2 separate regions of the Pan troglodytes genome follow, and region 2 is linked to region 1. A link is a contact called in public Hi-C data. All regions are on one chromosome and are shown on one strand. Each heading gives the region's core, a stretch centred on a gene start, on an enhancer-like site or on the middle of the called end of the contact. The rest is flanking DNA. Distances are from core to core; before and after follow the strand shown. Region 1 has its middle 350 kb from the start of DDI1. Region 2 holds the start of PDGFD (platelet derived growth factor D).

What was found. A called contact is a pair of places that touch in the nucleus more often than the background predicts.
Region 2: a Hi-C map of stem cell-derived neural progenitor cells shows a contact between it and region 1, with 5 times the contacts expected there. The contact joins the promoter of PDGFD here to the enhancer-like site in region 1. A contact is called at or near these places in 3 of 7 Hi-C or Micro-C datasets (blood, induced pluripotent stem cells and stem cell-derived neural progenitor cells) and 1 of 1 datasets of contacts at active chromatin or transcription factors (stem cell-derived excitatory neurons).

The regions. Positions count from the first base shown.
Region 1 is chr9:105,730,647-105,734,841 of NHGRI_mPanTro3-v2.0_pri, forward strand. No RefSeq gene overlaps it. Among named protein-coding and RNA genes, the nearest start is that of DDI1, 350 kb to the right of the region's middle. Within about 2 kb of position 2,860, at least 9 of the 24 cell types and tissues checked have an H3K27ac peak or open chromatin away from gene starts, as enhancers often do. A contact at or near this core is called in induced pluripotent stem cells and stem cell-derived neural progenitor cells, where this site is marked.
Region 2 is chr9:106,214,705-106,218,712 of NHGRI_mPanTro3-v2.0_pri, forward strand. PDGFD (platelet derived growth factor D) reads right to left here and starts at 1,473. Exons shown (of 7, transcript XM_001154475.8): 1 at 895-1,473. The coding sequence starts at 1,018.

The DNA.
Region 1 (4,195 bases), core at 1,610-4,109:
TCAGAATTTGTCCTCGTTCCCTATAAGACCATAAGTGCTTTCCCATGGGGAACTTTTTGGGCAGTGTATAGATAGCTCAGAGGAAACAGAGTCTTCATGCTTTAGCCTGAATTTGTTTTATCTATCATCCCTTTCCCTGTGTAGTCTATGTATTATTTATTCCAAATAGGAATTTCATCAATACCAATCACATTTAGAGGCAATTTTCATACCTAAGCTGGGCCATTCTGTATGAATGAAGGAATGCAATTAAAAGTCCAGAGCCAAAACTCACCTAAAATAGCTGTTGAAGTAGTGTAAAGTGTTGTAAATCTTTCAAGCCCCTGCTCCTGGATGGTTTGGGGGACACAGGGAGGAAGAACCAACTGAGCACTTGATCTGATCTTTGGAGAGAAGACAATTATTGCTTATGGTTAAAAGAGATGATATGAGTGTGAAAAGGGACCTCAAAAACCACACCCACACATTGGATGGGCAGTTTTAGTCTTATCCTACATCTTCAAGGTCAGGCTGCCCCAGAACCTGGGTTTTTGGAGGACATTTGTGGCTCATGTGTACTGAACCCCAAGCAATTGAATAATAATGATCTCACAACCCCCAAGCAAGGCACTTAAAAATTATTATTTACTTATTTTTAGAGAAAAGGTTTTGTTCTGCTGTCCAGGCTGGAGTGCAATGGTGCGATCATAGCTCACTGATCAAACTCCTGGGCTCAAGTAGTACTCTTGGCTCAGCCTCCCGAGCAGCTAGGACTACAAGTGCATGCCACCATGCCCTGCTATAAGTTTTTAGTCCTGAGGTAGCAGCTCTTAAGCTTAGCTGCTGCAGATTAGAAAGCTGAAAATAACCAGAGAGGAAGAGTGTTTGAGTCTAGACTGTGTTTTCTTTTCAACCTCTAGTTAGAGATGTCTTTCCTTCCCTTTCCTCATTCCCTGCTAAGCAGGAGACTTTCAGTGGGATTCAGAGATTCATTCAGCTAAAATAACTGACAAGTATTTACTGGCCACCTAATAGAGGTTGGGCTCCAGAGATACAGTAATAGGAAAAAACAGAGCTGGCAATGTAGAGTGAGGAGACATCTGTGAAACTACAGATCTAAGTTGAGATTATATCAATGCTTTAAAAGAAAGGCAGACGTCTTCAAAGAACACACAATAAAGGAAGCTAAACTTAGCCAAGGATCAGAGGAGGCTTCCAGGAGGAAATGACATGTGAACTGATATATAAAGAATAAATAATAATAGCTGACATTTATTCAGCTTTACTATGTGTCCGATATCATTCCAAGTAGTTTATAGGTATTGCCATGTAATCCTCACACAGCATCTTGAGGTGATACACATATGTACATCATGTGTGCATGGGTATGTGTATGTATATACGTTTACATGTGTGTGTGTATAAATGAATAGATAGATGACCTCTCCAAACCCCCAGGTCTGGTCCTCGACTCTGAAGGTGTAGCCAATCAACTATGTCCATGCTCTGAGCTGGGTGGGTCCCATCCCTCAGGGAAAATCTGGTAGTTCTAGTTAGGAGTTCCACATTTTGTACTTTCTGTGCTGTGAGTCTTTGCGCAACTGGAATTAGAAACAGAGATAAGAGTAACAGTGGAAAACAGAAATTACCTTTTCAGCTCTGTTTATTTCAGGCTAGAAGCAACCAGAGACTCTTTACAATTTGCGTATTAAGAATCTCAGCAAACAGCCACATTAATGTAAGAAATAGACAAAGAAAACTTGAATCAAGACATAAAACCAGTATGGCAAAGAGATTCTGGAATAATACCAGGATGAAGACATTACCAAGACATTCCTAGCTAAGGCAACTCCCAGTACTCAAGTGAGGGGAAACTGGTGGTTAAAACTAGGCCTAGACCCTGGTGCTAATTTTCTACCCAAACCTTTAGCTTGACATATAGACAGATGTATGACCTAGTGACGTTTAGTAAATGGCCTCAAGTTTATTTTTTAGATGGGATTAATTCGTCTCAATCAATATTTTCAGCAGCATGAGTGAGGCCTGAGAGGCACACACAGTCATTAGGACTGTGACCACCCCACCAGATGCTCCAACAGGCAGCCTGGAAGATACCACCCGTCATGCGCTCACATGTGTCTTTTTCAGCACGAGTAGCACAGTACTGAGCACTAAGCATTTGGTGGTTCTTTATATTTAGACCACCAAATCGTGGGAAATGACTGTAACATGGAAAGAGCCTTTCTAATGGCATTGCACCATACAAATGTTCAGTGTGATTATTATAATCTCCATCAACAGAGTTGCTGTGTAATGCTGAAATGATTGTAGAACATTCCTATAGAAAAACCCTCTTACCTCTGAGCCTCTTTTCACCCCTCCTCCATCCCTGGCAGGCTATTTATGTGGTAATGTTATCTTTTGAAACTCTAATGCGCAGCAGTCCAGGTCGATCAAGCCACCTTTTAGCTTTTGCCGATTTGCTTTGAAGTTGACACCAAGGTCAGATATTATTGTTATTGCACAGACTCAACACCAGGGGGTGATCACAGCACATCACACTAATGACCACTGCCAGACAAAGCTGAGTGCTAACCTCAGGCAGTGCACCCTGAGCAAGAAGCACGGAAGGAGCTGGGCTCACAGAAACTCTGGTCAGTAGAAGGCACAACATGCAAAGAGGCTTTTTAGTGGCACCGCATGGTACAAACGTTCACTACGATTATTATAACCTCAGTGGAGCTGCTGTTTAATGCAAAAGGAGAGAACATGCCATCTCATGACTAAATAATTGCATAGGAAGCAGAATGCAGAGAGTTGTCCTGCCTGTTGCCCCACAGTGCTGGGTGATTTAAAGGTGCCATTGAAACCCGATGGATGTTCCTGTCTTGGTAGCATGCAGCCTCACACACCAACTTCTGTGCTCAACTAATGTATAAATCCCTACAGCTCCTCAAGTGCCAAGAATTCTTCAGGCCAATGGTATTTGTAACTATTGTGACTCTCCAATTCCTGGAAATACTCTCATGGCAAAGCACCTCTTAAAAGAAATGTGAGAGGAGGAAATTCAGTTCAATTCTCCAGAAACTGCTCAGTGGCTGCATGAAGCACTGTTTGTGATTGCTTTTTAATGTTCAAGATGCAAGTGGCTGCTCCTTTGGGGCTGTATTTTTCCGTTAGAAAACACTAATCTCCCTCCTCCTACTCCTCTGAGAGTCTGAAACAAATGTGTTTTAGCTCGTTTTCTATTTCTTCTTCATCTGCAAACCATTGAGAACATCACATGTTCTAGGATCATATGATAGTGTTAGAGGCAAAGATATATGGCTCAATATTTTCAGTGAAAGTTCATGAAAGTTGATTTCTTTTTATATTAGGTTAAAGAAGCCCTAAATAAAGCATACATATGTCTCGAAAAGCACTTCATTAAGGGGGCTACTGGGATGGAAATGAACCATACATTCCTTTTTTTTCTTTTTTATTTAAACTTTTTGTTCAATTTTGATACATATTGAAATGTGTACAAATCATGAGTGTACATCTCTGAAATTTCATAAAGTGAACACACCCATATAACCACCACCTACATTAAGAAACAGACCAGCACTCCAGCAGTCTTGGGCTGCAGTGTAAATTTACAATTCACTTATTATTTATGGGAAAATGTTGCATTCTTCAGTCTATATCATACTATGATTTGAACACATTTCCTTAGTACAGTCATATGTTATTTCTAGAGGTGTGGGACTGTGAACAAGAGTATCAGCATCACTGGAGACTCCATCAAAACTGTGAATTCTCGGATCTCACCCCTAACCTATTGAATCACATATTCTGGTGGCAGGGCTCAGCTATTGGTGTTTTCACAAGGCTTTCTGGTGACTCAGATATATACTAGAGCTTTAGAAACTTTTTTCTTAGTGTCCACTGTTTAGCCTCAAAATTGCAACTGTGTTCTATGTTTCCTGGGTTGTAACATGTTACATTAGAATAGTGGTGATAAGACCTAATTGCTTATTTCCTTTATCCCTAACCTATAAAATATACGTATCAGCTGTATTGAGGTATGATTCACATACAACGAAAGACCATTTTCAACGTGAAATTCAATGGGTTGTGACAAATGTTTACCATTGCTTCCCTTTCTACCCATTTCCATCTCATAGTCTCCCCAAACTTTATCAAAATTGTTGGCCTACTTATGTCCCTCCTATAA
Region 2 (4,008 bases), core at 223-2,722, 480 kb after region 1:
CATCAGCTACAGTTAGGACCTGAAGGATAAATCAACTTCAGATTTAGGTGGAGGCCCCAGAAAGTAAATAAACTCAGCTTAGGGTCTCTGGAACCAGTGACCCAGGTGTCCTCTAGAGTAAAGGAAAACAAACAAGCTGGCTTGGGACCTTGCTTAGGACAGCTGTTTCGGGAGCTGTGCTCCTTGTAGATAATTGGAAGCCGCTTCTGCAAGGAAACTAGCAGCAGAAGCCTGGTGCCCCTGTGGTACTGATGAAACCCCAGAAGCCTTGGTCTCCTACACTCTGAGCTTCTGAGTCAGGGTGAACTTCAATAGGAAAGTCACTTAGGGGACCTAAAGGGCAATAGGCTGCACACTGCCATTTCCCGAAAATAAACAGTAAATTGTCACTGTTCCAGATATAACTGCTAGACTGAAACGCATGATTTCTCCTCTCACTCGTAAAAATAAATAAATAAATAAATAAAATTTAAATAAACGTCTATCACCCAGGGAAAGCTACTCTAGAGTCCTTCCACCTATCAAAATTGCCTAAGAAAGGTTGAGTCTGACCAAGGGGCGGCGCAGCTTGCAACTTTCGCCAACTCCGGGATGAGGCACCGCATCCTGGTACCAGAGGCTTGGACACCAAAATGACTTCTCTAGGGTGCAGCAAGATGAGCCACCTGGCTTATCCTATCCCCATCAGCACGCGTCCCACACCTCTCAGTCCCATTCCGGAAATGGAGCTCTCTCAGGACTGGAGACAGGCAGGAGACCTCCCTCCCCAAACAATGCATTCAGCCCGAGTGCACATTCAAGATTCAAAAAGAAAGGGGAAAAACATAGAAAGAACAATAACAATAGAAAACATGATTTTTTTTTTTCAGTTAAAAAATAAAATGAGTCTCTTACCATCTCGCCTGAGGTTGGCGTTGCGCAAAGCTTTGATGGATGCGCTCTGCGGAGTTGCAGAAGTGTCCCGACAGCTGCAAAAGTTTGCGCAGATTAGAGTGTAGACAAAGATGAGCCGGTGCATTTGGGATCAGCGACTAGAGACAGCGTCGCTCCAAGAAAAAGCCGGGTTCCGCTCCCGGGACCGACGCCGCGCCGCCCTGCGCTCTCGTCGCCTGCGCTCGCCCTGCGCTGGCCCGGGCCGCTGTGCTAATCGCCGAGCTCTCCCCAAACTTCCTGCATGCTGAACTTTCCGAGCGCGTGTGGGTGCCGCACTTCCTTGTGGTGCTGAGCTGATAAATGGTGACGGGACAAACAACAGGTTGACGTTTGTTTGTTCGCCCCCTCCGGTGGCCGGCAGCTGCAGCACAGGCTGCAGGGGGCGGGCAGCGCCGAATCTAGCGGGGCAGGCGAGCGAAGCAGCAGCGTTCTCCAGCCCCGGCCGCGGCCCCTGAGAGGCGCGCACTCGGGCTCAGAGCGGCGGCGCGAGCACCTCAGCTCCCCAGTTTCCCAGGCCGGGCCTAAACCTGCTCTGCCACTGAGCATGCCCAGTTTAATCGCTGGCCGGGACTCTTCCCACCGCCCTGGGCTTTACCCTCCTGGTTGGACCTGTAAGGGCTCAGGAAACAAACTCGCCAGGAGGAAGTGGGAGAGGGTAGAATCCCAGCACTTCTTCAGTGGTGACTGGCACATCCACCCACAAGCCACAGCTCTCCGCCTTGATGGTGGTGGGATGTGGGGACAGGGACTGGAGTTGGGAGTGTTTATTTTACAATAACCAAAATGAGACTCTACTTAGTTAAAATTTCACTGTTTATAGTGAAAAAATACAATCACAAAGGAGCTTAATTCCGAGCTTTTCTTTGAGCTCCCATCAGTGTGACCTTTGGGTGAGTCAAGGGTACCTTTTCAGGGAATAAAATAAAAATAAAAGTATATCACCCAGAGAAAGCTACTCTTGAGTCACTCCATCTATCAAAAATGCCCTAGAAAAGGTCAAGACTGATGGAGGGATGGCGTAGCTTTCACTTTTCGCGAACTCCAGGATGAGGCAGGGCATCCTGGTACCAGAGAGTATTGGACACCAAAATGCCTTTTCTAGGGTGCAGCAAGATGAACCACCTATCACACAGGGCTGTAGACGTGATGGGCCATGTGGTGCAGTGTACAATAAGGGCAAGAAGTCTTCACGAGCGTTTTTATATGCACTAGCTCCAGCCCTTCCACAGGAAAGGGCAACAGGACAGAGTGGGGTTGAGCAGGGACAGACTGAGCAAGGGGAAGAAGTTGCAGAACACTGTGCTCACTTGCCTTCACAGTGCATAGGAAGAGGCATGGGTCGTTGAGGCTTTTGGGATTCTCCCTACTCTGCGTCTGGAAGCTCAGCAGTTGAGAGGGGCTGCCTCTGGTTTTACATCGTGTGTCTTGTCTGCCCATGGGAGGGGACTGTATTTGGAAAAGGCGTGAGTCCAGACTCGCTGCTCACTGGCTTTGTCCCCTTGAGCAAATCATCTGATCTTTCGAAACTCAGTTTATTTATTTGCAAGAGTAGCAATTGTTAATTTGCATGGTTGTGGTGAGAATGATGTGAAAAAATGTTTAGCATATTGTTTTGTTTGTAGCTGAATCCAAATCCAAATTTATATGATTTCTCAATTTTCCGCTGATGAGATCTAGAAGAGAAAATTTTCAGTCTTTTTCAGGCCTTCCAGCTCCTGAAAGTCTGGCATATGGTAAGTGATATCCATACATAGGGAACTTTAAGTGGCTGAGAAGGGCAGGAAGTTCTGGAAAAGATAGCCTTGTCAAGTTATTATACCATCCAACAAGGACGAGGGTACATGTGTCCCTTCAACATAGTCAAAGATCAACATGTTTCATCTCTATTGGCTTTTTGGCCTAAAATGGTATTTTACAAAATTTAGGTTTGTGGGCCATGAAATCAACTTCAATACCAGAATAATTGTTTAAATAAATGGATTGGAATACAATAGTTTAGAAATTTAATTATCAGGGTTCATTGGAGATAATAATATTGTTTTATGAATATTTTGTTTCAGATACACGAACACTATAATATAATAGTTATTTCTTTGGGGCATGATCAAAAAAGTTGGAAAGCCCCTGGAAAAAAGATCTAATTACATTGTTTCAGGATATAGTGAAACCCTGGGAGAGACACTAAGGATCATTTATTCATTCAACAGGTATTAATTAAGCATTAGTTTTTCCCCTTGTGTTATGCTCTGGTCTAAAAATCTTGGGGATTAAATTGTGAACAAGAAATAAAGTTCCTAATCTCTTTGAGTTTACATTATAATAGAGGAAAGGGAACATAAACAAGTAAGTATGTAACTGTGTTAATAAGTGAAAAGGGGTAGAGATAGATGGGATAGGAGTAGGGACTAATTGAAATATGTGATATCATTTTTTAGAAGTGGTTGGAAATGCTCATTCAATTTCATACTTAGCTTCTGATATGAGAATATAGAAAAACGGAGAAAATTTGCAAATGACTTATAATTATGTAATTATGACATGTATCAAGATACTGACTTATTACAAGTATCAAAATGCTAAAATTGTGTCTTAATATCTTATATAAAATAATGAATTTTAAATATTCAATGTAGTGTTTTCCAAGATACTAATACTTTGAGCTCCCAAGGCATTGTGAATTCATAATTTCAAATATTTTAGGTAAGAATAGTAAGGGATATCACATATAATCAACATGTTCTTGATCTTTAATGTCAGTAAATATCCAAAATCAACAATAAAACACAAATTAGGCACCTGAACCCAACCAATTATTCTGGACCTGGTTTTAAAATATCTACTAATTAATTCTTACTAATTAGTTTGATCATATCAACTGAGGTATCATTGTACACAGAATATTATTTAATAAAAATATTCTTTTAGTGGGAAAGGTCTGGTACAAAGATAGAAGATAAGATTGTTTCAATTTATTTTTTACATGTATCTCAGACTCACCAAAATAGTGAATTTACCACTACATTTTGAATGCTTATAGGTCAGTTAGAAGAACATGAGCCAACAAAATGAAGTCAG